Regions from separate parts of the Mus musculus genome. Here all the other regions are linked to region 3. Evidence: chromatin contacts called from public HiChIP or PLAC-seq and promoter capture Hi-C data. All regions are on one chromosome and are shown on one strand. The core of a region is the stretch at or near the end of the contact, and the rest is flanking DNA. Distances in the headings are between cores, read along the strand shown.

Evidence for each region. Promoter capture Hi-C pulls out the DNA fragments that hold promoters and counts their contacts. HiChIP or PLAC-seq counts read pairs in DNA pulled down with a chosen protein or histone mark.
Region 1: a contact with region 3 is called in a promoter capture Hi-C map of embryonic stem cells, with 6 times the contacts expected there. The contact joins the promoter of Cd163l1 here to the promoter of Nlrp6 in region 3. A contact is called at or near these places in 5 of 39 promoter capture datasets (cranial neural crest, embryonic stem cells, liver and 1 more), 1 of 115 datasets of contacts at active chromatin or transcription factors (memory CD8 T cells) and 1 of 9 other capture datasets (pancreatic islet).
Region 2: a contact with region 3 is called in a promoter capture Hi-C map of pre-B cells, with 4 times the contacts expected there. The contact joins the promoter of Slc25a22 here to the promoter of Nlrp6 in region 3. A contact is called at or near these places in 3 of 39 promoter capture datasets (embryonic stem cells and pre-B cells), 1 of 115 datasets of contacts at active chromatin or transcription factors (pancreatic cancer cells) and 1 of 9 other capture datasets (adipose tissue).
Region 4: a contact with region 3 is called in an H3K4me3 HiChIP or PLAC-seq map of the 230-238 cell line, with 8 times the contacts expected there. The contact joins the promoter of Tubgcp2 here to the promoter of Nlrp6 in region 3. A contact is called at or near these places in 16 of 115 datasets of contacts at active chromatin or transcription factors (the 230-238 cell line, bone marrow-derived macrophages, craniofacial prominence and 9 more) and 2 of 9 other capture datasets (embryonic stem cells and liver).
Region 5: a promoter capture Hi-C map of embryonic stem cells shows a contact between it and region 3. The contact joins the promoter of Adam8 here to the promoter of Nlrp6 in region 3. A contact is called at or near these places in 9 of 39 promoter capture datasets (the 3T3-L1 cell line, the HPC-7 cell line, cranial neural crest and 5 more), 2 of 115 datasets of contacts at active chromatin or transcription factors (embryonic forebrain and pancreatic cancer cells) and 1 of 9 other capture datasets (liver).
Region 6: an H3K4me3 HiChIP or PLAC-seq map of forebrain shows a contact between it and region 3, with 8 times the contacts expected there. The contact joins the promoter of Caly here to the promoter of Nlrp6 in region 3. A contact is called at or near these places in 5 of 39 promoter capture datasets (cranial neural crest, embryonic stem cells, hippocampal neurons and 2 more), 9 of 115 datasets of contacts at active chromatin or transcription factors (craniofacial prominence, embryonic basal ganglia, embryonic hindbrain and 6 more) and 2 of 9 other capture datasets (embryonic stem cells and macrophages).
Region 7: a contact with region 3 is called in an H3K27ac HiChIP or PLAC-seq map of embryonic stem cells, with 7 times the contacts expected there. The contact joins the promoter of Mtg1 here to the promoter of Nlrp6 in region 3. A contact is called at or near these places in 7 of 39 promoter capture datasets (cranial neural crest, embryonic stem cells, hematopoietic stem and progenitor cells and 3 more), 1 of 484 Hi-C or Micro-C datasets (group 2 innate lymphoid cells), 8 of 115 datasets of contacts at active chromatin or transcription factors (cardiomyocytes, embryonic forebrain, embryonic midbrain and 3 more) and 1 of 9 other capture datasets (macrophages).

What each region holds. Positions count from the first base shown.
Region 1 is chr7:140,216,820-140,220,429 of GRCm38.p6, reverse strand. It overlaps Cd163l1 (CD163 molecule-like 1), which reads right to left and starts at 2,163. Exons shown (of 14, transcript NM_172909.4): 1 at 1,802-2,163; 2 at 1-58. The coding sequence starts at 1,865.
Region 2 is chr7:141,436,487-141,440,143 of GRCm38.p6, reverse strand. Slc25a22 (solute carrier family 25 (mitochondrial carrier, glutamate), member 22) reads left to right here and starts at 2,270. Exons shown (of 10, transcript NM_026646.3): 1 at 2,270-2,575. It overlaps Pidd1 (p53 induced death domain protein 1), which reads left to right. Exons shown (of 16, transcript NM_022654.2): 11 at 1-141; 12 at 229-352; 13 at 455-573; 14 at 653-766; 15 at 867-1,066; 16 at 1,297-2,031. The coding sequence ends at 1,555.
Region 3 is chr7:140,918,979-140,922,889 of GRCm38.p6, reverse strand. It overlaps Nlrp6 (NLR family, pyrin domain containing 6), which reads right to left and starts at 1,988. Exons shown (of 8, transcript NM_133946.2): 1 at 1,804-1,988; 2 at 978-1,249; 3 at 697-732; 4 at 1-480. The coding sequence starts at 1,832.
Region 4 is chr7:140,034,880-140,038,527 of GRCm38.p6, reverse strand. It overlaps Tubgcp2 (tubulin, gamma complex associated protein 2), which reads left to right and starts at 1,854. Exons shown (of 18, transcript NM_001286007.1): 1 at 1,854-2,181. Zfp511 (zinc finger protein 511) reads right to left here and starts at 2,137. Exons shown (of 6, transcript NM_027201.1): 1 at 1,922-2,137; 2 at 1,635-1,708; 3 at 1,107-1,308; 4 at 888-1,012. The coding sequence starts at 2,074.
Region 5 is chr7:139,990,606-139,994,326 of GRCm38.p6, reverse strand. It overlaps Adam8 (a disintegrin and metallopeptidase domain 8), which reads left to right and starts at 1,765. Exons shown (of 24, transcript NM_001291066.2): 1 at 1,765-1,895; 2 at 2,881-2,981. The coding sequence starts at 1,856.
Region 6 is chr7:140,080,258-140,083,996 of GRCm38.p6, reverse strand. It overlaps Caly (calcyon neuron-specific vesicular protein), which reads left to right and starts at 1,449. Exons shown (of 5, transcript NM_001190385.1): 1 at 1,449-1,535.
Region 7 is chr7:140,135,984-140,139,919 of GRCm38.p6, reverse strand. Mtg1 (mitochondrial ribosome-associated GTPase 1) reads right to left here and starts at 2,356. Exons shown (of 11, transcript NM_199301.2): 1 at 2,147-2,356; 2 at 1,537-1,601. The coding sequence starts at 2,255.

The DNA of each region.
Region 1 (3,610 bases), core at 914-3,413, 700 kb after region 3:
CATGTGCTCTGTCTGTGTGCCAGCCTCAGATTGCCTTGGTCACCTTCAGATGATGTGCCTGGTGAGAAGAACAGAATCAACCATGGACTGGGAAGCAGAAGCCACAAACTGCATTCATCCTGGCTCATTTCTAAAGACTTTCTAAAGTTTTCAACTGGAAAGGTGACAGGCAGGGGTCACACAGAGACCACACCACTGTTTCACACCTCCCCCACATACTTCTTACTGCCTCCAGCTCTGAATCCCAAATGTTGCCACGATGCCCCCCGAACGAAAATAAAATACTTTTGTCCTGCCATGACGCCTACACAGTGCTGCTCCCAAGTGCCACAGGCCCACTTCCACTGCAGACCCTGTCTCCAAGCTCCCCACAGTCTTCCTTACTCAGCCAAGCTCACCCACAAGGTCACCTACTGTATTATGTGCAGTGTCCACTTGGTTAATCCCTGCACACCACCACTTCCATTAGTGACTCCTGTTTCTACTGTGCAGCCTCTGACTGCCTGGGTCAGGCAGCACACCACTCTCCATCCGTGGCCCTGCCCCAGCATTGCTTCCAGGCCTCTGCATAGCTTCACCCTTGTCATCCACCCTAACCCCTATTAGTGCAAAAGAGGCACTTCTCCGGGAGTGTAGCTATATGGTCCCAACCTATAAAGGGAGACACCTCCAGACTCACTAGTAAAGGGTCTTATATGACAGTGGGAGAAGAAAAATGGGACCCCTTGCATTTCTCTGCCACCTGAGGGAAGTTTGGGCCTCCCTCTGAGTTATCCATCACTAACCCCACCCCACCCCCAAGCTTCCTCATCCTCCTTGCCCTGCTCCTCCTTGGAAGTAGTAGTGTACTCTGGCCTTGCCTCTTACATAAAGGCATGTCATTAGGACCTGCAACCCTATGCACAACTGTCTTCACAAGTCCCAGCTTGTCTCACTCTCTGCAGCTGTCCCCATTACTACTGGGTGACTTCAGTTCAGCACCATGGTCACCTCCTTTCTGGGCACCTGGACAACCACGGAGTGAAAGGTTTTTCTCAGTAGGCTTCAAGGACCCACAATCTGCTTTCCTCCCCTGCTACAAGCCTTGCCATGTCTTTAAGTGCTCTTTTCTCCCCCCCTTCTCTCTCTCTCTCTCTCTCTCTCTCTCTCTCTCTCTCTCTCTCTCTCTCTCTCTCTCTCTCTCTCTCTCCCTCCCTCCCTCCCTCCCTCTCTCTCTCTCTCTCTCTCTCTGTCTCTCTCTCTCTCTCTCACACACACACACACACACACACACACACACACACACACATACACACAGCCTGAACTTACTGCTACCTCCCATGCCTTCCCTTCCATATAGAAGTCAGCCCTTCCATATTCTCTACCCTAGAGTGAGTGGAAGCTCTGTAACACTCAATATTGCTCAATTATCAAGCTCTCCCACTATCCTATGGCCCCAACACAGCCAGAGTTGACATTGGACAAAGAAGGACCTATAGATCTATGGCATTTGGTGTTCATCTAGGTCCCAGGGACCAGAAACACTGTTGCACTCCCCATGACCAGGCTTAGACTTAGCCCTGCATCTGGGCTCTGTACTCATCTGTGCTTGGGCTGGACCTACACTTTTGATATTACAGGAGGACCCTCAAGTGTCAAGACCTTTGTATGTCACAGCCTGGCCCTGGGAAGTCCAAGCTTCCTCAAGCTGAGTGAGACAGCTGGTTATAGCTAGAGAGTCTCATGCCCCTGGACCTGGACACCCAAGGTCTACTGCTTCCTCCATGTTATGTGTATAAATATGCAAAGCAGAAAAACTTACCAGTGAGAGCTGCCCCGAGAGTGAGAAGAGACCCTAAACTCAGAGGCCAGAGCGTTGTCCTCATGGCCGCACGAAGTCCAGAGCCTCAGCTGCAGCGATAAAGGAGATCTCGTCCCAGAGCCAATTTTATAGATGTAAGAGAACCATTAGCCTGTGTCCGATGCATACAGTAAGAGCCTCTCCACGGCACATCAGCAGCTCTACGTCTCCGTCTGTGGCAGAGCAGTCAATGTCCTTGCTGGTCCTGAGCACCACCAGACATGAACAAGAGGCTGGGGTGGTTTCCTCCCATACTGATAACCACTGAAGGAGAGCCTCACCCAGACCCTGCCACCAGACAGGTGGCCTGTCTTTCACAGAGTGGAGTGAGGGCTATATCTATGTACCCCACCCAGAACCTATCACCAGCACAGACAGTGTACCCAAGAGAAGCATTTCGTGCAGCATAGGTGGCATCCTTGGAGATTTGTAGAGTTCCAATTGGAACAGGAGAATGAGGCAGACCAGATAACTGTGTAAGAGCTCTGGAAAGAATGAAGTCACTGAAATAGAGAGTCCAGAGAAAGGGCAGCACAGCACGCCAAGCCTACCAGAGACTCACCTACTCAGAAGAAGGAATCAAGGAGTCTCATAACACAAAACCAAAATGTCTGAGATCTGCAGAGAACCACCCATCCTGTGAAAAACCAGGAAACTCACAAGGCAAGGATAAATGTTATGACCATCTGTGAGGACCTGAAAACAGACTCCTTGAAAATGCTTCTGCAATTGCCAATTCTTTCGAAACAAATGGAAACAAACAGAAAGTCTCAGCGAAAAACTCATATAACCATAGGACCAACGTGAAGATGTGGTGAAATCCGGACTCTCGTCTTTATGGGTATGGGACATAGTGCAAAGTTGTGGAAAATACTGTAAAGGTTTCTCAGGACCACTCGTCCTATGAAATCAGCTCTTCCAAAAGCTAAACAAAAGGTGCCCAGGAATTCTACTCGGACATTTTGGTCTGCAGACGCAATGAAGGGGATACTGGGAAAGGATAGACTGTGGGTCTGCAGACACAAGAAGGGGATACTGGCTGAAAACTCCCCAAATATGTGAAAGACACAGGCTTACAGATTTAATAAACAAATCCTCAATGGAATCCTCAAGTTCTAATGTTTAAAACTCTGGGGAAACCTCACTGAAAACAGCTACACATAAAGAGTTGTTGCCAATGGTTCTCAACCTTCCTAATGCTGCAACCCTTCAATACAGTCTCTCATATTGTGTCGACCCCCAACCATAAAACCATTTCATTGCTAATTCATAACTGTAAGTTTTATACTGCTATGAGTTATGACATAAATGTCTGATGTTCAGGATATTTGATATATGACCCCTGTGAAAAGGCCGTTCAACCTTCAAAGAGGTGGCAATTCACATGTAGAGAACCACTGCTGTTGAGAACCACTGAGTGACAGAGAATCTCATCTGACACAGAAGCCCATAGAAAGTGGAACAGCCATCAGCCAACTCAAATCCTGAACTTGATAACAAGTGCCCTCCTGGATGAAGGGAAGTAAAGAATCTCAAATGAAAAGACCGGCAGCCCTGCCCTTGCAGGAGAAAGCTCTCTTAACAGGAAAGGAAGCACAGTAGACGAGAAGGCTGCACGTTCTGCTTGTCACACTTTATGTATGGGGAAAGAAAGTTCAATGCCCTTAACCTTCAGAGAAACACACATTAAAATGATGCTGCGATTCCCATTTCACCCAAGTCCGAATGGCAGTCATCAAAAAGCAACGATGGGGTAAGGACTCATAAGTA
Region 2 (3,657 bases), core at 1,021-3,520, 520 kb before region 3:
TGGTATACCACCAAAACCTGTGTGGGGGGCCTGGCCCGGAAGGCCTGGGAACGGCTGCGACTGCACCGTGTGAATCTCATTGCACTGCAGAGGCGCCGAGACCCTGAGCAGGTTCTGCTGCAGTGCCTGCCACGGAACAAGGTGGGGCAGCAGGAAGACAGAGGGGTGACCTGAAGGCCAGGCTGGGTACAAAGCTTTGGCCTCTGATCCCTGGTGGGTGCCCCACAGGTAGATGCCACCCTGAGTCGGCTGCTGGTTCGCTACCGTGGCCCTGAACCCTCTGAGACTGTGGAGATGTTTGAGGGTGAGAAGTTCTTTGCAGCCTTTGAGCGGGGCATTGATGTAGATGCAGGTAGGTCTCTTTTCCAGGGTGCCCTGGGGAGTGACACTTTGGCCCCTCCTACTGATTTGCTTCTCCCCCCTGCCTCCCCCAACCCCCCGCCCCCCCCACCAGACCGTCCAGACTGTGTGGATGGCAGAATCTGCTTTGTCTTCTATTCACACCTGAAGAACGTAAAGGAGGTATACATCACCACAGCCTTGGACCGGGAAGCTCAGGATGTTCGAGGACAGGTGGGCTCATGTGTCAGGATCCTGGACTGAGGTGCCTGGATCCGAGGTCAGCTCTGAACCCCGCATGCTCCTTCCTCAGGTGTCCTTTTATCGGGGTTCACTTCCTGTGGAGGTACCTGCAGAGGCAGAGGCTGCCCGGCAGAGGAAGGGTACAGATGCACTGTGGATGGCCACCTTGCCCATCAAGCTACCGGTGAGGCTGCAGAGGCTTCAGCTGACAAGAGGAGACAGTCCCAGGGTGACCAAAGATAAGAGAATGGGTCCAAGCTTTCTGTATCCTTGCCTCCTGACAGAGACTCCGGGGTGCCCAGGGGAGTGGGCAGGGGACTGACTTCTCCTTGATGCCTCTGAACCTGGGTGATGCAGAAACTGGATTCCTGACTCAGAGCAACCTGCTGAGTGTGGCCTCACGCCTAGGTCCTGACTGGCCAGCTGTGGCCCTGCACCTAGGCATGCCCTACCATAAGCTACAGCGTATCCGGCATGAATTCAGGTGAGCTTCAGGAGTTCTAGTGATCCTGCTGACTCCCAGCTTCAGGTTCAAGGCTGACATCTCCCCCACCCTCCACCCCTGCACATTAGCTGAAAGATTTCAAGGAGGTGGGGATAGAGCAAATACCAGCCTGGAAAAGGAGGGTCTGGTCACTAGCCCAAGGAACTTTTGAGGTATGTTGAGCCTCTGTGTGTGTTCCTGGGCAAACGTCTTCATCACCACCCCTCCAGGGATGACCTGGATGGCCAGGTCCGACACATGCTCTTCTCTTGGGCTGAGCGCCAGACTGGACAGCCTGGAGCTGTGGGACACCTGGTACAGGCCTTGGAACAGAGTGATCGGCGGGATGTGGCTGAAGAGGTGCGTGCCATCTTGGAGCTTGGCCGCCACAAGTACCAGGACAGCATTCGACGCACAGGGCTGGCCCCTGAGGATTCTACTCTGCCTGGCACCTCGGCTTCACAGACTCCAGAGTCTGCACAGGCCTAGGCTTACAGACTTAATTAAGATAGCTTTAAACTTGACTCGACCAGTGGGCAGAGCCCTATCCTTCTACCTCACCCGTGTGCTCCAGTGCCCCAGCATACAAAAACCCACTCACTGTCTAGCCCAAGCTAGCCTCCAACTCACAGTGAGTACATCTCAGAGATTGTTTTACATAAAGGATAGAGAGCAGGTTGCCCATACTTGCTACCATGCCAGGCCCTTCTGCTAAGATGGGAGCAGAGAAGGCCTGGAGGGAGAGATGGCTCAGTAGTTAACAACACTAGCTGCTCCTTCAGGGAACCTAGTTTGTTTCCTCTACCTACCTGATGGCTCATGACAATCTGTAACTCCAGTTCTGAAGGGTCAGCCCCTTCCTCTGGCCCCCACAGACACCAGGCACACATGTGTGCAGACAAGTATGCAGGCAAAACATCCATACAAATAAAATAAAAGCTATTTATTGTGTGTGTGAGACAGAATACCTTTGCAGAGATCATTCTCCCCCGTCTATGTGAATGAACTCGGGGTCACTCGGCTTGGTTGCAAACACCTTTGCTCAGTGAGCCATCTCTAGGCACTGATGAGTAATATTCCCCAGGGGTGGGGAGGAACTATTCTACATAGTAACCCTGCAGCAGGTAAGGATACAAAGTCATCTGTGACAGAATGCTGCATAAGCCCTGCCCACCAGAGTCTTATGGGCGGTGTCTAAGGAGCATCTCTCCTAAAGCTCCGGGACCAAACCTTCCCCAGACCGTCCCATCCCCATGCTTCCCTCCTACCTATTCTCAGTCTTTCAGGGCTTTGAGATAGGAACAAGGAGGGCCTAGGGATACGCCAGAAAGCCCACTCCCTCAAGGGTGGCCTGAGGCTGTGGTAGTGGCCACGCCGGCCGGGAGGGGGAGCCGAAGGCAGCAAAAACTTAGGGCGGAGCGGGCGCGCCTCCGAGAGACGCGCCTCCCCGCCTAGGTGCAGGCCCCGCGCGCGGCACAGCGGGGAAGCGATCCCGGCGGCTGCAGTGTGGTGAGTGCTAGCCGGTCATTTCCCGTGGCGCCCACTCAAATCTGGCTGGGTTGCAGGGAGGAAAAAGGGTGGCATTGGTGGCTGGGAGAGGTGACATCTGCTCAGACACTGCGGCTTTGGCGGAGCCTGAACCTAATGGGTACATCGACCGGCTGTCTCCGGGTGTGGAAGGCCGTGCTCGGTCCCGGCTCTGCCGGGCGCGCTCCCCGCGCACACGTGTCCCAGCAGTGTGGACGCTCCAGAGCCGAGGCTGGAGTTATTTCTGCCAGGGGTGGGGGGTGCTGCACACGTGAGAGCCCACTGGACTTGCGTGGGCACGTATATGGTCAGAGTCCGCGTTGTCTGTCTGGAGATAACGAGGCCAGCTGAGCCCGGACCTTGGGGTAAAGGGCATGATCTGGCCTGGAACAGAGGATGTGCCCCATACTGCTTTTCCTTTGTAGGACAGCTGGAGTACCTTTCTGTGGGAAACCTCTTTGTGGTCCTCCTAGCTAGCAAGACAAAGCTAACCTCCCTAAGAGGAAGGGGCAAGGGAGACTGGATTGGGGGAAGGGCACTCAAGTGGTGAGGCTCAACCCCAGTCCAGTCTCTCTCTCTCCCTTCTCTTCCCCCCCCCCCCTTCTTTCTTCCAGACAGGGTCTCTCTATGTGGAGCTAGTTGTTCTGGAATTCTCTATAGACCAAGTTGTCTTTGAACTCACAGACAGCCACCTGCCTCTGCCTCAGAGGGCTGGGATTAAAGGAGGGAGCCTCCAGTGTCACCAGCATTTCTTTTAGGTAGGAAACAGGCAGCTTTATTCATGAAAATTGAGGAAGAAACTGTATGGAGCTGTTAGCCTCTGTATGCTAACGGGGCTTTTCTCAGTTGGCCTGTGGCCTGACAGGGGAAGAAGGCAGAAAGCTCTGGATCCTCAGTGGCCTGACTGGACAATCAGGTTTCTATGGTAACATAGACAGCATCGAGGGAGCCCTGACATGTGTCTCAAACTGATGAGAATTAAAGAACACACACACAACACACACAAGCCAGGAGTGGTGGTGGCACATGCCTTTAATCCCAGCACTCAAGAGGCAGAGGCAGGC
Region 3 (3,911 bases), core at 739-3,238:
GTAGGCGATTGGGTTGCGCCAGTATCCGCTTCACTGGCCAAGCGCGGTCCGGGCACTGGTCCAGCACCAGGTCCGCCAAGCTGCGCTTTCCCGGCCGCTCCAGCAGCTCGCCGCACGGCATGAAGAAGGCAAAGTCCACCTGGCTGTGGTATAGCTTACCTGCTGCCCAGTCATAGAGGATTTTCTTGGCGGCCATGGTTTTGCCGATGCCTGCCGGGCCCTGCAGCACCACGGTCAGCGGCTGCGAGCTCTCTTCATCATTTCCCCGGAAGAGCCGATTAAAAGTGTGCGTGTCCGAGCGCCGAGCGCGTTCGGGCTCCGGCTCCCCCAACGGCCCCAGCAGCTCGTCCTCCACAGCGCCGGTCCCCGGAGCGATGAGCAGCTTGGTGAAGCGCTTGTTGATCTTCACAGAGCGAGCATTCCTCTCCTTCACCTTAGCATGCTGTCGTAGCACGTGCTCGCGGTACTTCTTCTTGAACGCTGGAAGGCGTAAGATCGCGAAAGACAGGGATGGGCTTGCCGCCACTATGGAATCACCCCCCTGCCTGTCTAAATCTGGGCTCCCTTTCCTCTAGTATGCTATAGCTTCCTTCTCCAGCCATCTCACACCCAAGGATCCCCAAGCAGCGTCCAGGAAACTTGGGCTCTATAAGGAGTCCAATAGGACGTTTCACCTGTGTGCCCGACCGAACATACCTGACACGGAGAGAAGCACCGAGGTGGGGCCGAGCTCTGGAAGGCAAACCCGACATGAGGCTCTCTGAGCATGAGAGATGGGGCAAGGCATTTCCATGGGAGCTTATGGAACTACCAGCCCCCGCCCCCCCCTCTCCCCCGCGAATGAAACTTTGGGCTGGTTTCCGGGAAGGAGAGTCTCAGGAAGTGGTAGAGTGGACAAAGTTGATCTTCCCAAGGAGAGCAGGGAGGATCAAGGGCGAGCCACCGGATCCAGCCCCATCCTACTCTGCCCAGCTTACTCTGTAGCTGCTGTTGCTTAAGTCGCGAGGCCACATCTCGAATATCCGACCTCTTCAGGACCTGCCGGGTCATTTCTACAGCTGGCACTGGCTCATAGAACTCAATGAGCTTGTCGACAAGGTCCACAGCGTCTGAGCGCTCCAGTCGCCCCCACGGGATGCTGCGGCCATCCAGGGGCGCATCCCTTAGCTTGTGGCGGAAGCGCTTCAGCTGCTCCTGGCTCAGCTCCTCCAGTGTAGCCATAAGCAGCTCCCTTGCCACTGCATCCACGCTGGGGATGAGAAGGGTTATCATCACTGATGCGACCTGAATAGGACCTGTCCCTGAACCTCCAAAGCACCCCGGGTCACACATTGCACATTCTCCACATGGAGCCCCAGGGCAATACATTGTAGAGACCCACAGGGTGTTCCAAGGCTTCACCTCAAATTACTGACTGTGGTGAAGTGGATCACTCCATGGTTAGTCTTTCTGCGTCTTTCCTTTCTGGCCACACGAGATAAAGCCAGTTAGCTTCCCTACGTGGGTCTGTGCTCTCCCTTGTCACATCCTCTGAAAGGGCTCCAGCTCTGCTCAACTGAGACAGGCCAGGCCCTGGTAGGCTTCCTGAATTCTCTACTCCAAACTCATACATAGCACACTTTGGTGAGTCTTTTCTGGACCACCTACACCAGGGACTGAGTCTGAGTTCCTTGTGGGGAGCAGACTCATAAATGCCCTGGTTTGCAGGGTGGACATAGAAGATGGGCTTGAAATTCCAGTACAAGACCTGCTCTAGAGGTGAGCCCAGTTAACTTGAAAGTTCTCTCTGGAAACCACACTCACCTGGAGCAGGAGGCTCCAGCGGCATCCATGGAGTCTTATCTCAGGATCTAACTCTCAGATGCAGAAGCTGGGAGCAGAGGTGATCCTTTCTGGGCTAAACTGGTCTCATTCTGGGTGTGAGGGTGTTTCTCAGTCTTGTTCATTCTGGCTCAGCTGGACTCTTGCTGACAGTCAAGAGGCTCCCAAGTTAAGCACGGGTTGTAACATCATATATGTGCTGGACTGCGACCTTTGGTTTTCTTCTATTTTATTCTATCAATACTCCTCCTCCTGGGTGTGGCATCCTATGCAGCTGTGAGGTGGTTCAGATTAAATAGCTGACTCACAACCAGGTCTTCAGAAATGGCCTTAAGGTGCTTTAAATTTTGCACACAAGGCGTGAAAATCAAGAGGGCAGGGGCCTGTGGGCAGGGATAAGGGTGGAGAGAGAAAAAGAACCAGGTCCTCAGCTCTGCAGTCAGTTAATCCTCCCACACCCAGCTCTAGGGCAGAGATCGGATGTTTCTGACCCTAGGCCCTGCAAGTGACTGCAGGGATATGGAGTTTCACTGTGTGGCTGGCACGGACGTGTGTAAAGGCACGTGTGCACACCTCCACATGGCTAAGTTAATGTTGTATTTAAGTGACTGTTTGTCGTAGACTAAATAAAGTCCATGAAGACACAGTTCACAGAGGCATGGATGTGTTTATTTATTTTTATAAATTCTGGAAAACAAGTCTTCTTTGTCTCCTTGTCATCATTATTGAAGGTAGAAAATGTGAGGCCAGGGCCAGTGAGATGGTTTATAGGGTAAAGGTGCTTGCCTGACAACTCGAGTTCTAACTCTGGAACCCACAGAAAAGTGGAAAGAGAAGAACTCCACAAAGTTGTCCTCTGACCTCCACACCCAATCTGTGGAATGCGTGCCACCGTGCTCTCAAATATCAAATGTTTCAAGGTGATAGTGATAGAGGGAGGCTGGAGAGATAGATAACACTTAGGGTTATCTGTCTCTCACAAAGAGACTGACTCTGGTTTCCTGATCCCACATGAAGTAGCTATCAACCACCTATGACTTCAGCTTCAGGATATCCAACTCTTATACAGGTGTGTGTGTGTGTGTGTGTGTGTGTGTGTGTAAAACACATACGTCTACATAAAAAGGAAGAAGGGAAGAAATACAAAGCCAAGCTGGTCTCGAGTACACTACTCAACATCTGTGTGACCTTGAACAGTTTGTTTAACCTCTATGCCTCTATTTCTTGTTCTTGAAGTAAAGCACGCACTCACAGAAGGTTGGAGAGATGGCTCAGCAGTTAAAACACTGACTGTTCTTCCAGGAGACCCAGGTTCAATGTCTAGCACCAGCACGGTGTGCAAAACTACCCGTAAGTCCAGTTCCAGGAGATGTGACACCTTCTTCTGCCTCTGCAGACACCGGGAATGCACAGGGTGCACAGACATCCATGCAAGCAAAATACACATAGACAGAAGATAAATTAAAAAGAAGAAGAAGAAGAAACGCTTATGGTATTCATATTACGTGGCGTGAAGTATAAGGTGTGGGGAGAGGGCTCTGTCTGTACAGCAGTTGCATTGTGAGTCTAGCATAAGCTTGAGGAACAGAGCTTCAATCCCCAGAACCCACTTTCTTTTTTTAAAGGCATGATAACCCACAAGGTATGGAGTGTCATGGTGACATTCGCTAGGTGGCTTTCCCACATTTTTCCTTAGAAGCCGTGTTTTCTGGTTTACAGAGAATGCTGGGTTTCTAAACCTGACTCAGTTCCAATTCTCTTTCACCTTCACCACCCTTACCACTGTCCTTCAAATGTTCTTTCCTGTTGTCAGAGAGACTGAGACTGCAGTCTTGAGACTAAAGGCCAGCACCGCTTTGGCTCTTGGGCATCTGCCACAGGATGTCTGGGACTTGGGACCCCAAGGTGGTGGCTAGACAACTCATCTGCTTTAGAGGAACCCTCTGAACTTCGTGCCCCATGCATTCTCAGGATTGCTGATAACAGCTGTGGAAAGACAGTTCAAGGAAACCCAACTGACTTTCTCCTGATCTCTGTGGGCACCAGGCACAGACATACAAATATGACCATACACATTAAATAATAATGAT
Region 4 (3,648 bases), core at 605-3,104, 880 kb after region 3:
CACTACTTCCAATGAGCTAATCCAGCTCTGTAGAAATCGACAAGTATTGAAGACTCAGATCTCCTGAAGCACTCCACCGTGCAATGGGGCTCTGCATGATTGAAAACAGACTCCAATTCAGACACATTTTATTTGTTTGTCTTTGTGTGTGTGCTTAGGTGTATATACTCATGTGTGTGGTGTACGTTTATATGTTGAGGACCAAAGACAACCTCAGGTGCCATTTCCTAGGAGCCATCTACCTGGATGAGACGAGGTCTCTCACTGGGACTCAGAGCTCACAGATGAGGCTAAGCTGGCTGGCCTAACTCCAGAACTCTCTGTCTTCACTTTCATGGTGCTAGCATTGTATGGTGCACGCCATACTTGGATTTTTAAGGTAGGTGCTAGGGATTGAACCGCAAACTTATGCACTTCACAGAATGAGCTGTCACCTCATCAATGCACTACCAAAGGATCATGGGAGTTCATGGAAAGGAGTCACTTTTTAAAGGAAGCAAAGAAGCATTATTCTAAAAGTTATTCCAGGAATTATTCTCCTTAGGGCAGTCTAAACAGTCATGCTAACAGACAGCTTTGTTGGCAAGTTTATAAAAGTAAGCAGAGAGAGAGAGAGAGAGAGAGAGAGAGAGAGAGAGAAACCCTAGGGGGTTCCATGGGAGAAGTGTGAAGAGCACACAGGGGATTCCATGGGAAAAGCACACACACTTGGGACAGTCCCCAGTGCCCTGCTGGTAGCATCAGAGGGCCATGGAAGACACCACACCAGCACAAGCACTTGCTAGCACCTCACCCTCTGCTCTGTTAGTGTCCTCACTAAGATTTGATTACAGTGTCTGTTCCCAGGCTTAAGACTGGGGACAGTCACAACTGGGTCCCTCACGTACCCTCTGTTCGTCTTGGGCTTATCAAATCGGAAATCCGCAGGGTACAGGTGTAGCCTCACCATGTGATCCTTCCGGTCTTGGCTGGTCTTGAACTTCTCTGGGCAGCTTTCAACCAAGCACTGGTACTACAAAGAATAAAGTGTCACCTCTACTCTCACCCTGCCCTAAGCCCTAATCCCAGTCACCACTGCAGATGCACCCAGTGCAGTCAGCACCCACCATGTCTTGCCTCTGGGCCAGGATCTGAAACAGAGAGTCGTGCCATTCCAGGATGTGGACATCCAGCAAATGCCCAGAGGGGAAGGCACGGTTGCAGAAGGAGCAGGTGTTTCCATGCATCATGTGGTAGTGGTGCTGGTAGTCTTCTATGGCGGCAAACACTTGGCAACAGCCAGCCACCTGACAGGTGAACTCAGGCACCCTGGGAAAGGAGGTGTGTCTCTTGGAAGAATGTTTCCCCCTTCCCCCAACTATCCCAAGGCAGGAATTCCGGCGGAACTTCTTACCCATATTCCAGCTGAGCCTGAAACAAGAAGAGCGCTTCTTGTGCCACCCCAAACCTTACTAACAGACTAGGGGAGGGAAGTCCAGCCAAGCCATGCTCCTGTTAGGGCAGGGTGGTGCTAAGTGGATGCTACTCGGGTGTCAACTGGGAGGGGTCGGAGTCCCAGGGTGTAAGCGGACGAGAGAGGAGGAATCAGGATAGCGCTAGCAAGCCGAGTAAGGCCTCGAAGCCAAGGTGCTCACATGGATTTTTCCGGCGTCTCGGACACTTGCGTGAGCATGTCCTGCAAGTACAGGTGCCGCTGCACATCCCCATCCTACAGAAGACACGCGTCAAGAGCTGTGGGTGGACTCCGGCATCGAAGCCACGCCCTACAGCTCGGAGCCACGCCCCAACCCATAGAGCTGTGTCCAGCCCCTTGATCCGGTCCACAGGTCCGGTCCCCACAAGCCCCGCCCACAGCGACAGTCTTGCTTCTAGGCCCCTCCCTGTGGGGCTCAGGACATCTTCCGCCCGGGTTGTCACGCACCTCGAAGAATTCGTGATCCCGCGGGAAGCGCACGGCACGCGGCGCGAATCGGAAGGGTGCCTCCCCAGCCGCAGGGTTCCTCTCCACGGGCAGCGGTTCGGCTGCCCCCGGCTCCCCGGCCAGGCGGGAATATAGTGCAGGGGGAAGCAACATCACCACGGCCGCCGCGGCCCTTCGGCCACCGTCGGAGGGGTGGTGACGGACGTGACGTCTACTAACTTCCTGTGGCGACCCTGCGGGGCGGGACGCGACGCGCGGAGGTGAGTCAGGGCTGGGTCTGTGTTGTGGCGGGAACTGGTCGGAGAAGGGCGGGGCTGGAGCCGGGCGCGGGATCGGGTACCGGAGCCAGGCTGGCCTGCAGCGGGGAAGAGCCTGATTCTCTTGGGCCTCTGCCGCCGGCGGTTCCGTCCGCCAGCCCGGGCTTGTCTCGCTCCACGGTGCGACTGCCTCTCTGGCTCTTTCAGTCCTCTCCAGGAGTCCAATTGGAGGCAGTGGCCTTGGGAAGTTCGTGGTTAGTGTGACTCCTCTCTTGACAGCCCCGCGGTGACTGCGGTGCTGGCCTGCGGGTTTTCTGCATCTGCTGCTGGTGCTCGGGGTTCAGGGGTGAAGGGATCAGGGCCTGCTGCAGTAGAGACAGGTGTGGAAAGAAACCCTAACCTAAACAAAAAGACGATCGAAACGTGCGGCTGACACTTTGAGGGGCTTTAACTTTGCTCCTCTACCAAAGTAGGTCACCCTCCCCCAGTATGAATATAAGTGTCAAGAAAGAAGGGACGCTACTGTTTAATAGATACAAATGAAAGCCTTTTGGGATTATTCTCCCTCTCTCTCAGCCCAGGCCTTGCTCGGTCTGTTTCTCTTTCTCTCTGTTCTGGATTCTTCCAAATGTCTCTGGATGTTTTCTCTCTTATTTATAGTAAAACCTTCCCCCTAAGGAGAGGGACCTGGGGAGCAGGGAGAGGCACGGGCGGGGGGGCGAAGAAGAGAAGGAGGGAGGGATGAAGGAAGGAAAGCCTTTCTGTAATTAAGCCCTGGAAATGAGCGTTTCTATGTCTTTAGACAGCTGCTTATGACCAGGCGTGATATCATCTCTCTCACTTTTGTCTCTGTAAAAGTATTTGGATTCTTGACATTTTGCAAATGATAAAATGTTTTTGACAGGCCATGTCTTGGTTAGGTGTTTTGTTTTGTTTTTTGTTTTTTGTTTTCGAGACAGGGTTTCTTTGTGTATCCTGGCTGTCCTGGACAACTCACTTTGTTAGACCAGGCTGACCTCAAACTCAGAAATCCACCTGCCTCTGCCTCCCAAGTGCTGGGATTAAAGGCATGCGCCACCACTGCCCGGCTTGGTTAGGTGTTTTGTTTGGGGGCTTTTGTTTGTTTTTTACTGTGTAGTCCTGGCTTGTTCTGAGACCAGACTGGTCTTGAACTAGGAGATCTGTGACTGTCTGTGCTTCCTAAGTGCTGGGGATTAAAGGTGAATGTCTCACACACACACACACTCACACACACCCAGGCCAGCCTGCTTTCTTGCTCAGGGGGTGGCACCCCCACACACAGTGATCCAGGCCTTCCCCCATTAGTCATCAATCAAAGAGATGCCCCATAGGTATTGATTACAGGCTAAATCTGATAGAAACAGTTTCTCAATGGAGATTCCATCTTCTCAGATATGTCTAGGTTTGTGTCAAGTGTACAAAAGCCAACCGGCACAGGCTGGTTTTATT
Region 5 (3,721 bases), core at 516-3,015, 930 kb after region 3:
AGTAAACATCTATCTGACAACCCAGCATTGTTAGAATGAATGCTACACCGAGCAGAGGAGCTTACCTGCCTGTCTCCAGGAGCCCAGAAAGCCATGTCCCTGGACGATGACCTGCAGCTCCCAGGTTTGTGTGGGGTGCAGCTCCAAACCCTCAAAAATACCTGCTGGGTGAAGTTAGGAGTAAGTTGAGTCTGTCTTTCCTGATGGAGTGTGTACCCATCATTTCCAATGTATTTCTGCCAGTGTGAGACAAAATTCGCCCTACTTGGTCCCAATTTTTGATTATACACTGTTCCTCCATCTTCACTATGGGCAGTTGGACTTACAAGACAATGGTTGCTACTGGCAACAGGTTTTGATTTTGCCTTTGATTTGACTAAGAACACATTTCCTTGAACTTTCGCTGTCACCTAACTTGCAGTGTAAGAGTATTTAAGATCCTGTGTATGTGGAAGTCAGCCTTACCCGAGAGCTCTGGCTGCTGCCTACCTATTACAGCCTCGCAGTGAACACTGTGCTGATGCCTCAGGCAGCGGGTTGCTGCTGAGATTCCTAAGCCATTGCTACATTTCTGACCTTATCCACAAGGGTAGAAGAGTGACAGTAGCATGTGTGCCCCAGCTTAAATTCTTAGGTACGATCTAAGACTCCAACCCAACCCTGTAGTTTCCCATTATGGTCGAGCTGTCAGGCTCTGTTGGTAGTTTGGGTGTCTCCCTTTCCTCTTGGGTTACTTATCCCTTGTGGGGTAGAACTGTAAAGTCTGTGAGGTCTGACCACAGCTGTGCCCACAAGGATGTATAGCGAACAGTGCCACAAATAATAAACAGGCGTGACTACATTCCCAAGTGCCCTGGGTTCCCACAGTAACAGACCCACCTGGAGAAGCTGGAAGCCAGGCCATGGTAGGGGTGCTGAGAGCTCTGGCTCTGAGTCAGCTCTACCCTGAGGACATGAAAGACAGAATCCAGGAAAGGAGCCTGGTGCCTCGGGACCCCCTAACAGGTTAGGTAGGACCTCAAAGGATCAGTCAGGGGGCTGGCGAGATGGCTCAGTGGTTAAGCACGCCGACTGCTCTTCCGAAGGTCCCAAGTTCAAATCCCAGCAACCACATGGTGGCTCACAACCATCTGTAATGAGATCTGATGCTGTCTTCTGGAGTGTCTGAAGACAGCAACAGTGTACTTACATATAATAAATAAATAAATCTTAAAAAAAAAAAAAAGGATCAGTCAGGTTCCTCCCTGCATATGCCTCTCCAGTGAGGCCTCAGAAGCCTCGTGGAGCCGGGCAGGAGCTTTGGGAATGTCAGCTCCCACAAGTTGGTCCTGGGCCCACACTGCCTTTCTTGCCCCTGTCTGCATCTTTCAAGTGCCCAGAAAGTCAAAGGGTCCCCTTCTGAAATTTCAGGCTCATAAGTCACTTCCCCTCCAAAAGTCATCTTCCTCCAGCTAGACTCCACCCAGTTAGCACTCCCAAAGCTCTGCCATGGGAGGCAATCCCACAATCTCCCCACCAGGACTGGGAGCTTGTAGAACTGCAGAGTTGCTCAAATTGGTCTGTTTACCATCTCCATCTCCCATGAATTTTGTCCAAAATCATGGGAGATCAATAGGAGCTACCTAGAAGTTACTTCGGAGGGGCCTCTGTAACTCCAGACTGCCCTGGAGGCTGGTTGCTGCCAACTGGGTGTTGGTATAGAGGTGTGTACTTCTTGCCCCGCCTTGCTCCGCCCCGCGGTCCAGTGATTGGCCAGTTCCGATCAGTGGGAAGGGCACTCAGAAAGAAGTACCAGGCCAGTGATGAAGAGAGTACTTTGTGGAACCTCTAGGGTTAGTGTGCTCCAGATCCCATCATGCTTGGCCTCTGGCTGCTCAGCGTCTTATGGACACCAGGTGAGTGATGACTACTTGATTTCAAGGAGCCTATTCATTGCTTGGTGGTGTGCCTAGTGGCCATGTACCATGATCAGCTCACCTTGCCTCCCTGGAGTTGGTCTGGTCCCTGGGTATGGAGAAAGTAGGTAGGAACAGAAAAAGTCAGAATTGAGATTTTTTTTTTTTTTCAAAAGTGAAATGTGAGAGAAATTGTTTCCTGGGATTTTTCTTTTTTCATTGAGCTAGTTACAGGAACAGTAGTGACATCACTAGGCGTGGCACTTACAGGACAGCTTCCCTTGCTGCTGTAGGAGTCCCAGGCAGCAAGGTTCACCTTTGGGATCCTGGGGGATGCATAACTCTAGCTAGGCGGGGACAGAAGCTAGAGGCACGATGGTCCCAGTTCTCTAGCAGCATGGGATCCTGCCTCCCACTGGGAGGCTTGGTTTTCCTGTCCTGGGAGGACCCTGGCTGGAGTGGTCTCTTCTCTTACCTCTCAACCCTGGGGTTAAGTGGCTGTGCCCCTTGCCTATGCAAGAGATCAGCAGGTGGTCTCTAAAACTGGACCTGCCTACAGATAGGTGCTCTCTAAACCAGTCCCCCATCAGTTGTTGAGCAGGAAGTTTTCCGGTGGGAGAGAAAAGCCTGAGGGAGGGTGTGTGTTCATCAGTTAGCTACGATCATGTAGCTAAGGTCAACTCTAGATGTCTGGCAGGCAGACCATAGGGCCTACATGTGTTCTGCCTGTGTAGGTTCAAACAGGCACTGGGGAAGGGTGGGGTGAGTGGATGAGGTTCTTCTGGGGGCACTGTGCCCAGGTGTGCTGGGCTCAGACAGCTTGACTCTGGTGTGATGGAGCTGGTGGTTTAGGCACAAAGCTCTTATCTGGGCCATGGGGTCAGATCCCATTGCTGGCACTGAGCCTTGTGGTGAATACCCAGATAAAAGAGCTAACTCTGGCTAGACACTGCTGGACCTCTGACCCCCCTTTCTCCTGAAGCAGTAGCCCCTGGACCTCCTTTGCCCCATGTGAAACAGTATGAAGTGGTTTGGCCTCGGCGCCTAGCTGCATCCCGCTCCCGCAGAGCCCTGCCCTCCCACTGGGTAAGTCTACCCATTAGCCTGGCCACACAACCTGTGTCTTTAAAAGGACCGGCAGTCTCTGGAGGCTGCCCTGCGCAGCTCCAGAACTTCAACCTGTCTGTGCTTCTGGGCATGGCGATGGTCCTCCTGTGTTTACCACTTCCTCCTGCCTTCTGCTGCCCCGCCCCCAGAAAACAGGGTCCTAGGGCCCCCAAGGTAGCACTAGAGCCCACTCACTTCCTTGCTCCTTTTGAGACCATTGGCCCAGCCTGGAGAGGCCTCTCACCCAGGAAAGGTACAGCAGTTTGTGCTGCCCTGGGCCACTCCCCAGTTTCAGTTGGCAGTGGTTTGTTAGATTAGCCAGCAGCTGCTCACCCTAAAGCTATGTGTATGCATCAAGAACCTCTCAGCTTGGGATTTCCTGGAACTGGGAACTGAGAACAGCCTCTAGACCTCCAGGAAGATTCCTGGCCCTGTCCTTGTTTGGATCTTCAGGAAACATCTCTGCCTGGGCTTTCCTCTTTCCTGGTGTATGCTGTCCCTAAGGCGAGCTGGTTGTACACATGGTGTAGGAGTAAAAGGTCACAGAGTATGGAGCACACACCTGCTCTGAATCTCTGGCTGGACACCTTAGCCAGCTGAGGAATTGTGGTGCTGAGGAGTCTGTGTACCTTGCCTACTCCCATGTTGCCCAGATTTAGTGGCTGCCACTCCTATCCTGTTTACTCTTATCATCCTCACCATCACCTTCACCTTCACCA
Region 6 (3,739 bases), core at 200-2,699, 840 kb after region 3:
TCTACCCAAGAGCAATAGAAGCATGTGTCTAACGAAGACTTGGTCAGGAATGTTGTTACATGTCATGCAACAGACACAAAGGAGAACAATTCAGATACCTGTCTGCGGACAAGCCGTGATTCACGACAGCAAGAGGGTTCCAGTCAGGGCTGGAGAGATGGCTCAGCGGTTAAGAGCACTTGACTGTTCTTCTGAAGGTCCTGAGTTCAAATACATGGTGACTCACAACCATCCGTAATAAGATCTGATGCCCTCTTCTGGTGTGTCTGAAGACAGCTACAGTTTACTTTTGTATAATAATAAATAAATCTTTAGGCTGGATTGAGTGGGCTCCACCAGAGTGAGCAGAGGTCCTGAATTCAAATTCCCAGCAACCACATGATGGCTCACAACCATCAGTACAGCTACAGTGTACTCATATACATAAAATAAATAAATAAATCTTTTTTAAGGCGGATTCCAGTCAACAGCAAGACAGAACTGTGAACAGAGAGTACTGCTGCCTCGAGCGGAAGACCAGGAGAAGCACGGCCACTAGAGATGCCCTGTGTGAAGCGAGGCATACTATCAACTAAACATCTGTCCAGTGCCTTCTGCATATTACCATTATTCAGGCACCAGTGACCAAGCAAGACAAGGCCAGTCCTAGGAAAGCTTCCAGCCCAGAAATTCAGACATGGAAAGGCGTCTAGAGGAGCGCCCTCTAGGTCAGAGGCCAACCACAGCTGTCCTGACCCCAGCTTCTATTGTGAGATCTCAGGGGAAGGAACAGGCTCTCCCTTAACCCCTGGAATCCCAGCTGGAGGAGCAGCCAGGGCTCCTCTGGTCTCCTGGTTGCCCCCCTGCAGTGAAGTGACATGAGATGTGAGAACTGGTGTGATGTATGCCTTTGCATGCTGTGTGTGTCAGGGGTGTAAATTGTGTATGAAGTGTGTCTTAGCAATATGTAGCCGGGCAGTGGTGGCGCACGTCTTTAATCCCAGCACTTGGGAGGCAGAGGCGGTGGATTTCTGAGTTTGAGGCCTGGTCTACAGAATGAGTTCCAGGACAGCCAGGGCTACACAGAGAAACCCTGTCTTGAAAAACAAAAAACAAACAAATAAACAAAAATCAACAACAAAAAAAAAGAAAGAAAGAAAGAAAGAAAGAAAGGAAGGAAGGAAGGAAGGAAGGAAGGAAGAAAGAAAGAAAGGAAGGAAGGAAGAAAGAAAGAAAGAAAGCAAGCAATATGTGCGTATGGGAGGGTGAAGTGTGTATCAAGTATGTGAAATGTATTTCGTGGGTGTGTGAAGTGCTTGTGTCAGGTGTGTGAGTGTGATAAGAGACAGTGCAGAGATCTGCCGTGGGAGGGGGTGTGAGGCCACCTGAGCCACAGTGGTCCCTCCTCCAGCCTGCATCTCCATGGCAACCACAGCCTCGCTCTCAGGCTTCAGCCCCTAGCCCGCCCCGCCTGGTGGTGAAGCGCCTGGAACTGCATCCTCCGCATCTACACTGCATCCCTGTCCTCCCGCGACTGCGTCCTGCAGCAACTGCCTGTGAGCCATTTCCACGTTTCTCCTTTTGGAATGGGGACGAGGGGGCCAGCATGTGTGCGTGGGTGTGCAAGGGTGCAGGGATGTGAGAGGTGCGAGGAAGGGGGCGGGTGCAAGAGTGTGTGACTGTGCGTCTGTGGGATGTACGTGCAAAGATATGGGTGTAGGGGTTGAGAGTCTATGTGGGAGTGATTTGACTGATCCGATGTCTGCCAGAGCGGTGGAGCACAGCCATCTCCTTCCTGTGGTCTCCACTAGAAGTCAGGTTGGCCCCGCTGGCTCCGGTGGAGGGTGGTCATTAGACCTCTCGGGACAGTTGGGGGCAGCAGCTCTGCTGGCTTGAGGTGGATGGAAAGGTCCCTAGACCTCAAGGTATGTCGAGAAACCCCTACAGGCCAGTGGCAGCCTGGACATTAGGAAGAATTATGGCTGCTCAGCCTGCACAAACCCCATATGAAGCTGCAAATCCTTATCCTGGGCATAGTAGGGTAGCAGGGGCGGCGGGACAGCTGGACCTCATCTCGCCCAGTTCATGGTGACTGCAGACCCCCTCCTTGTGGGCTGGCTCCACCTCTGCAGGTCTGGGAGAGCCAGTGGGAGCTGTGCATCTCCAAGGTGGCCCAGGGGCAAAACCGTCAGCTCCTGTTCGGGTCTGACTGCTGGGTGCTGGGTGTTAAAAAAGGAAACAGCTCGATGGAGAGAAAGGGATTAGCAGAAGGGGTGTTGCCCAGAACATTGAGCGTTAGGGCCTGATGGGGGTCGCTGAGTGAAGGTTAAAGGATGGTAGGAGGTATGATAGCCATTTGTCTCAAACCACCTGCCGCGGGGCTTGGCTCTAGATGCTGGGCCACAGGTGGCTGGTGAGTGTCGGGAGCCACAAGCAGCTGTGCCCCTCCTCTCTGTCCCTCTTTGCTTGGGCCCCACAGAACAACAGCCGTTCAAACTGGAGGCAAACATCTATGACCTAAAAGGCTTGGGTGCAAGCAGACCAGGGTGGGCACTGCGGCAGCGTCGTAAGAGGAGAGCACGAGCCCCCACCAATGTGCACTTCTGTGTGACGCAGCATGAAAGGGTCCGTGTGAACGTGAGTCTGTGACCTCTAACCCAGCTTTTATGGGTTTTCAAATAAAAATTCGCATCCTCCAATATTTGTCCGTCAGCGTCTTGTTGGTGCATAGACCGTGATCAGAGATACCCGCCCCACCACCCCCGGAGAGCGCTGAAAATGAAAAACAAACTCTCGGGAGACCAAATGACAGAGTGGGATAGAGGGGAGGACCCGTGGATGATGTTAGGAAGTCTTCCCAATTCTAAACCTTTATGACCCCTATCATCTTCCCAGCGGGAACCCCAAAATCCTAGATGGAATCTTCTGGTGTGCTGAGAGAAGGTGAGAGTTGTCCACTCTTGGGATGCGATGTTCTGCCTGACGACGGAGGGCTAGAAATTTGACAGGGAGCGAAAGGCCTGCCTTTGTTGCCATGGGAACCCGAGATGACGTAAACTAGCCCTGGCCGCTGCATCACCCAGGCAACCATAGGCGGAGCTCTTGGGGAGGCAGAGGTCTTTTGTCGTAGAGGCTTGAATGCTTGGGACGACATCGTCTATCCGTTCCGATTTCTTTCCTGGTTCTTTTACCTCCTTGTATTACCTGGCCGGCCGTTTATATTCCTTATAATTTCTGATCCATCTCTATCACAATGCCCAGCGGATGGGCCCTAAGCCGTCCGGTTCCCCTTGGGCTCAGGGCCAACCTTGAGCCAGCTGCCTCACTAGGACCGGATCCACCCCATAAGGAAATTCTTTATTGACACTCCATTAAGGCTGGGCCAGGCACTAGGTCACCTATGCCACGCGTCAAAGGGACCGGGTTCTAAAGGGCCTGCCAGAGATAGGGAGGGTGTGCATGAAGATACTGCTTCCTTCCCTCCTCTTATAGCCACCGCTCCCTCATCCCCTACCCAGCCTTCCTTCTCTACTTTCTTGTCCTGAGAAGTTCTGCACCCAGCTGCCCCTGACGCTGTGTTCCTCAGGCTCTGTCACGTGTAGGTCTGGAGGGCTCCTGGCTTTCTGAGGGAGTCTGTCCAAAATAACCACAACTTTTACCATCCTGGAGGCAAGAAGTCCAAAACCAGATTTCCCCAGAGCTGTGTTTCTGTTGAAACGGTGAGGAGAGGGTCTTCCTTTGCTCCTTCCAGACTCAGCTG
Region 7 (3,936 bases), core at 1,107-3,606, 780 kb after region 3:
AAATGGCCCGAACATTTAAGAAATGGTGACTCCTGTGAAATCCCACCCAGATAACCTCAAACACCACCCATCCTCACTGGAGATGCTGCTGCCCACAGCTATCCTCAGCTATCCCAGTCTGATGTGGGACTCCACCATGTGACATAGGCAGAATGGGGCTTCTGCCCCTTCAGCCCTCCCAGTAGGATCTGGTACAAGGATCCTAAGGCCTCTGCCTGTCCCATCTGGCACCCAGTTAAGCTGCTACCTCCATCTAGATAGTCCCTCTTTCACAGCTGACCAATCCATTCACAAACCCAAGTCTCCAGGCTCCTGTCCTAAGATGCTACAGAAACCGCTACCCAGCACAGACCTCCTGCCACATCCTAGATTCAGTTAAGTGTTCCAGAGACTGAAGGAGGACAGTTCTCTCATCATACATGCTGAAAATAACAAAGTTTTACTTTTTAAATAATCAAATATTGGGAGGAATGGTGGACACAACTTTACTCCTTGCACACAGATCTATGTGAGTTCCAGGTCATCCTGGTCTACATAGTGAGCTTCAGGCCAGTCAAGACTACAGTGTTAGACCCTATGTCAATAGTGGTGGTTGGCGGTGGTGGTGGTGGTGGTGGTGGTCACATCTGGCAGCAGGTGATATTAGATGAGTAGACATGTATAGCCTAAAACAAATACACCAGATGTATTATTGCTAAAGTTCCTGAAGTTCTCTGAAGGCTGAAATAGTTCCTATTCTCCATGACTATTTCCAGAGACTACCACCAGTGGCAGCAGGTCCCCACGCCCACCACCAGCTGCTGTTCCAGGGGCCTGGTGGTCTGGCATCCCCACGCTCTTCTAAGGCTAAGTAAGCAGGATGAAAAACTCACATGCCAACAGAAACCAAACACAGCTTAAATGCAACAAACAGTCTGAGAAGCACCTGCCAGTAGACATGATTGTAACTTGCCAATTCTTCAATTAAGGACAAGAGGAAAGGACAGGTTAGTAGGATCATTTCATCTCCGGTTTCATAATTTACCCCTAAAAATATCAAAGTAAACAAGAGGCTGAGACAAATAAGATATCAGATGGGCCGGGCGTAGTGGCACACGCCTTTAATCCCAGCACTTGGGAGGCAGAGGCAGGCGGATTTCTGAGTTCAAGGTCAGCCTGGTCTACAGAGTGAGTTCCAGGACAGCCAGGGCTATAAAGAGAAACCCTGTCTGGGGGGGGGGGGGGGGGAGAGATATCAGATGGGAGCCTAAAAATAAAAACACCAGCCTAGACCCCACGAGGGAGATTCTGATCTAAAAGGGCCCTAGCTATTGATGTAAAAGCCTCCCGGGAACTCTAATGTGTAATGAGAATTGGAAAACACTGCTTTATGTCCCAGTAATTACAAAAGAAGCTGTCGCAGCTGTAGACATAATGATGGACCAGAGGCAGAGCAGACTAAACTGTCTGAAGGAGATGGAGAGGAACCAGGAAAGCATCCTGCTGCTGCCTTTACAGTCGAGCAGAGGTGCTCCCCTCTACAGCGTAAAAGGATATCCTGGCGTCATGAACCTCGATAACACAATCCACCGACTTCAGACTGCTCTGCATCTTCTTTAGTCCTAGAAAATAGAGGGGCACTAAGGAAACAGCCAAAGGGGGCAAGTTTAAGTTCTCCTAGGGGAATACATCTGAGAACCATCAGTGCACACAGGGTTAAAGGAGGCAGCATTCTGAGCCACGTTCCACGGTGCCCCGATGGTTCTGGAAGGTACATTTCACACAAGATGGTCTTAATCAGGAAGTTCCTGATACTGTGCGGACTTAATACCCTCACTGCACAGAAACACTGAGGCTCCGCACCGCAACTGCCACCTGTCCACTCACACTCCCGGCGCCTTTTCTGCCACACACTATAATCTCGCATGGCTGCGGCAGCCAAGACCACAGCAAACAGCAGCCTAGGACCGCACTACGTCTACAGCTGCCTGGGGCCAAGTTGTGACCTATAAACTCAGACATCAGCTTGCATGTGACTTAAAGGGACCACTCAGTGCGTCTCAAAAGTATCAAGCACAAAACAGCTCTCCAACCCGATGCCAGGAAGGCGAACCAAGGAACCGCCAGGACCGGCGCCCGTGCCGCCTGCAGCCCATGCTGGCCTCACCCTTGGCCATGTGGCCGGGGAACCAGCGTGCTACATCGTGACCTTGCAGAGGGAAGCACTCGCGCCAAGCGCCCCGGACGGCACCCCATGCCTGCGGCCACAGCCTCATGTCACTGGTGTCGGAAGAGTTCGCAGTCGGACCGCCTCCGCCAGGGCCTGGATCTGCTCACAGGGTTCCGGCGCGCCTGGGTTCCGTGCGCGACTGCGCATGCGCCTGACTCGAGCACTCTGGGATAAGCAGGGGCACGGGGTTGGCCCGGTAGTGCTCCATTCTCAGGATTCCTGAGCTTATGTGAGGTTCTTTTCAGGGATTTGAAGATAGTCTCCTTTTTTTTCTTTTGGAAAGACGATATATATATATAAAATATTATATTTGCTCTTATGTTGTGGTTGCGCACACTTTTTATCCCCAGCACCAGAGGCAGAGGCCAGTAAGTGGCTCTCAGTGTGCTTGAGACCAGCCTGGTGGATTCCAGAGCCAGTGCTACATGGTAAGACAGAGAAAAACAACAACAAAAAGACTCAATTTCATTTATTTATATTTTTTCTCATTTTTAATAGGTATTTTCCTCATTTACATTTCCAATGCTATCCCAAAAGTTCCCCATACCCACCTTCCCACTCCCCTTTTTTTGCCCTGGCGTTCCCCTGTACTGGGGCATATAAAGTTTGCAAGTCTAATGGGCCTCTCTTTCCAGTGATGGCCTACTGGGCCATCTTTTGATACATATGCAGCTAGAGACAAGAGCTCCGGGGTACTAGTTAGTTCATATTGTTGTTCCACCTATAGGGTTGCAGTTCCCTTTAGTTCCTTGGGTGCTTTCTCTAGCTCCTCCATTGGGGGCCCTTTATATTTTTATTTGAAGTGTCTGTGTATGCCATGTGTTAGCGGATACGCCCAGAAGCCAGTGGATCCTCTGGACCTGGAATTACAGGGGCTTTTGAGTTGTTTGACTGGGTGCTGAGAATTGAACTTCAGTCCTGTGCAATAGCAGCAATCATTCTTAACCTCCAAGCCATCTCTCCAGTCCCAATCTGGAGATTTTTCACTATATTCCAAATCTTTCAGGTTTGAGGATATATAGCATGGAGGATAACAAGCTGGCCTGGCCTAGCATGCCCAAGATTCTAGGGTTTCATAGGGAAGCCAGAAGAAATTGGGCTGCTGGCAATGAAGATGTGGCTTCTCCATGGTGGGAAATTGGCCTAGAAATTTAAACTTAAAATCTAGGCACATTTTTCTTCCTTTTGAGACAATATCTCACTTTGTAGCCTACGCTACCAAAACTCAGGCAGGTGTGACAGCACACACCAGTAATCCTAGCATATGAGAGATTTGAGGCAAGAGGGTCAGGAACTCAGGGTCAGCCTGAGCTTCATGAGGCAGTCTAAAAAAAGTCGTCTTTCTCCCTCGTATACTCATATAAATCAATGTAAGGAAATTGAGTTGTCCCCTATCAGTTCCCGGGCCTGCCTTAGAACTTTCAAGTGTTACACACACACACACACACACACACACACACACACACCTGTAATGCCTCCATTTTCAAGTGTGACATTTTAATGTAACTGTTATAAATACCGACTACATTCCCATTAATACAATGAGAGTGAAGTGGGCTTCATAGTTGTAAGACTAAATGCAAATCCAGCTGCTCCTGGTAGAACAGGCCTGTGATACCAGCTAAGGATGATAGAGGCCAGGGGAAGCCAGGCATTAGAAACTACCCTAAGAGAGACACTATCTCAAATAAAAGGGGTTGACATGTAACTCAATGTTATAATGGTTG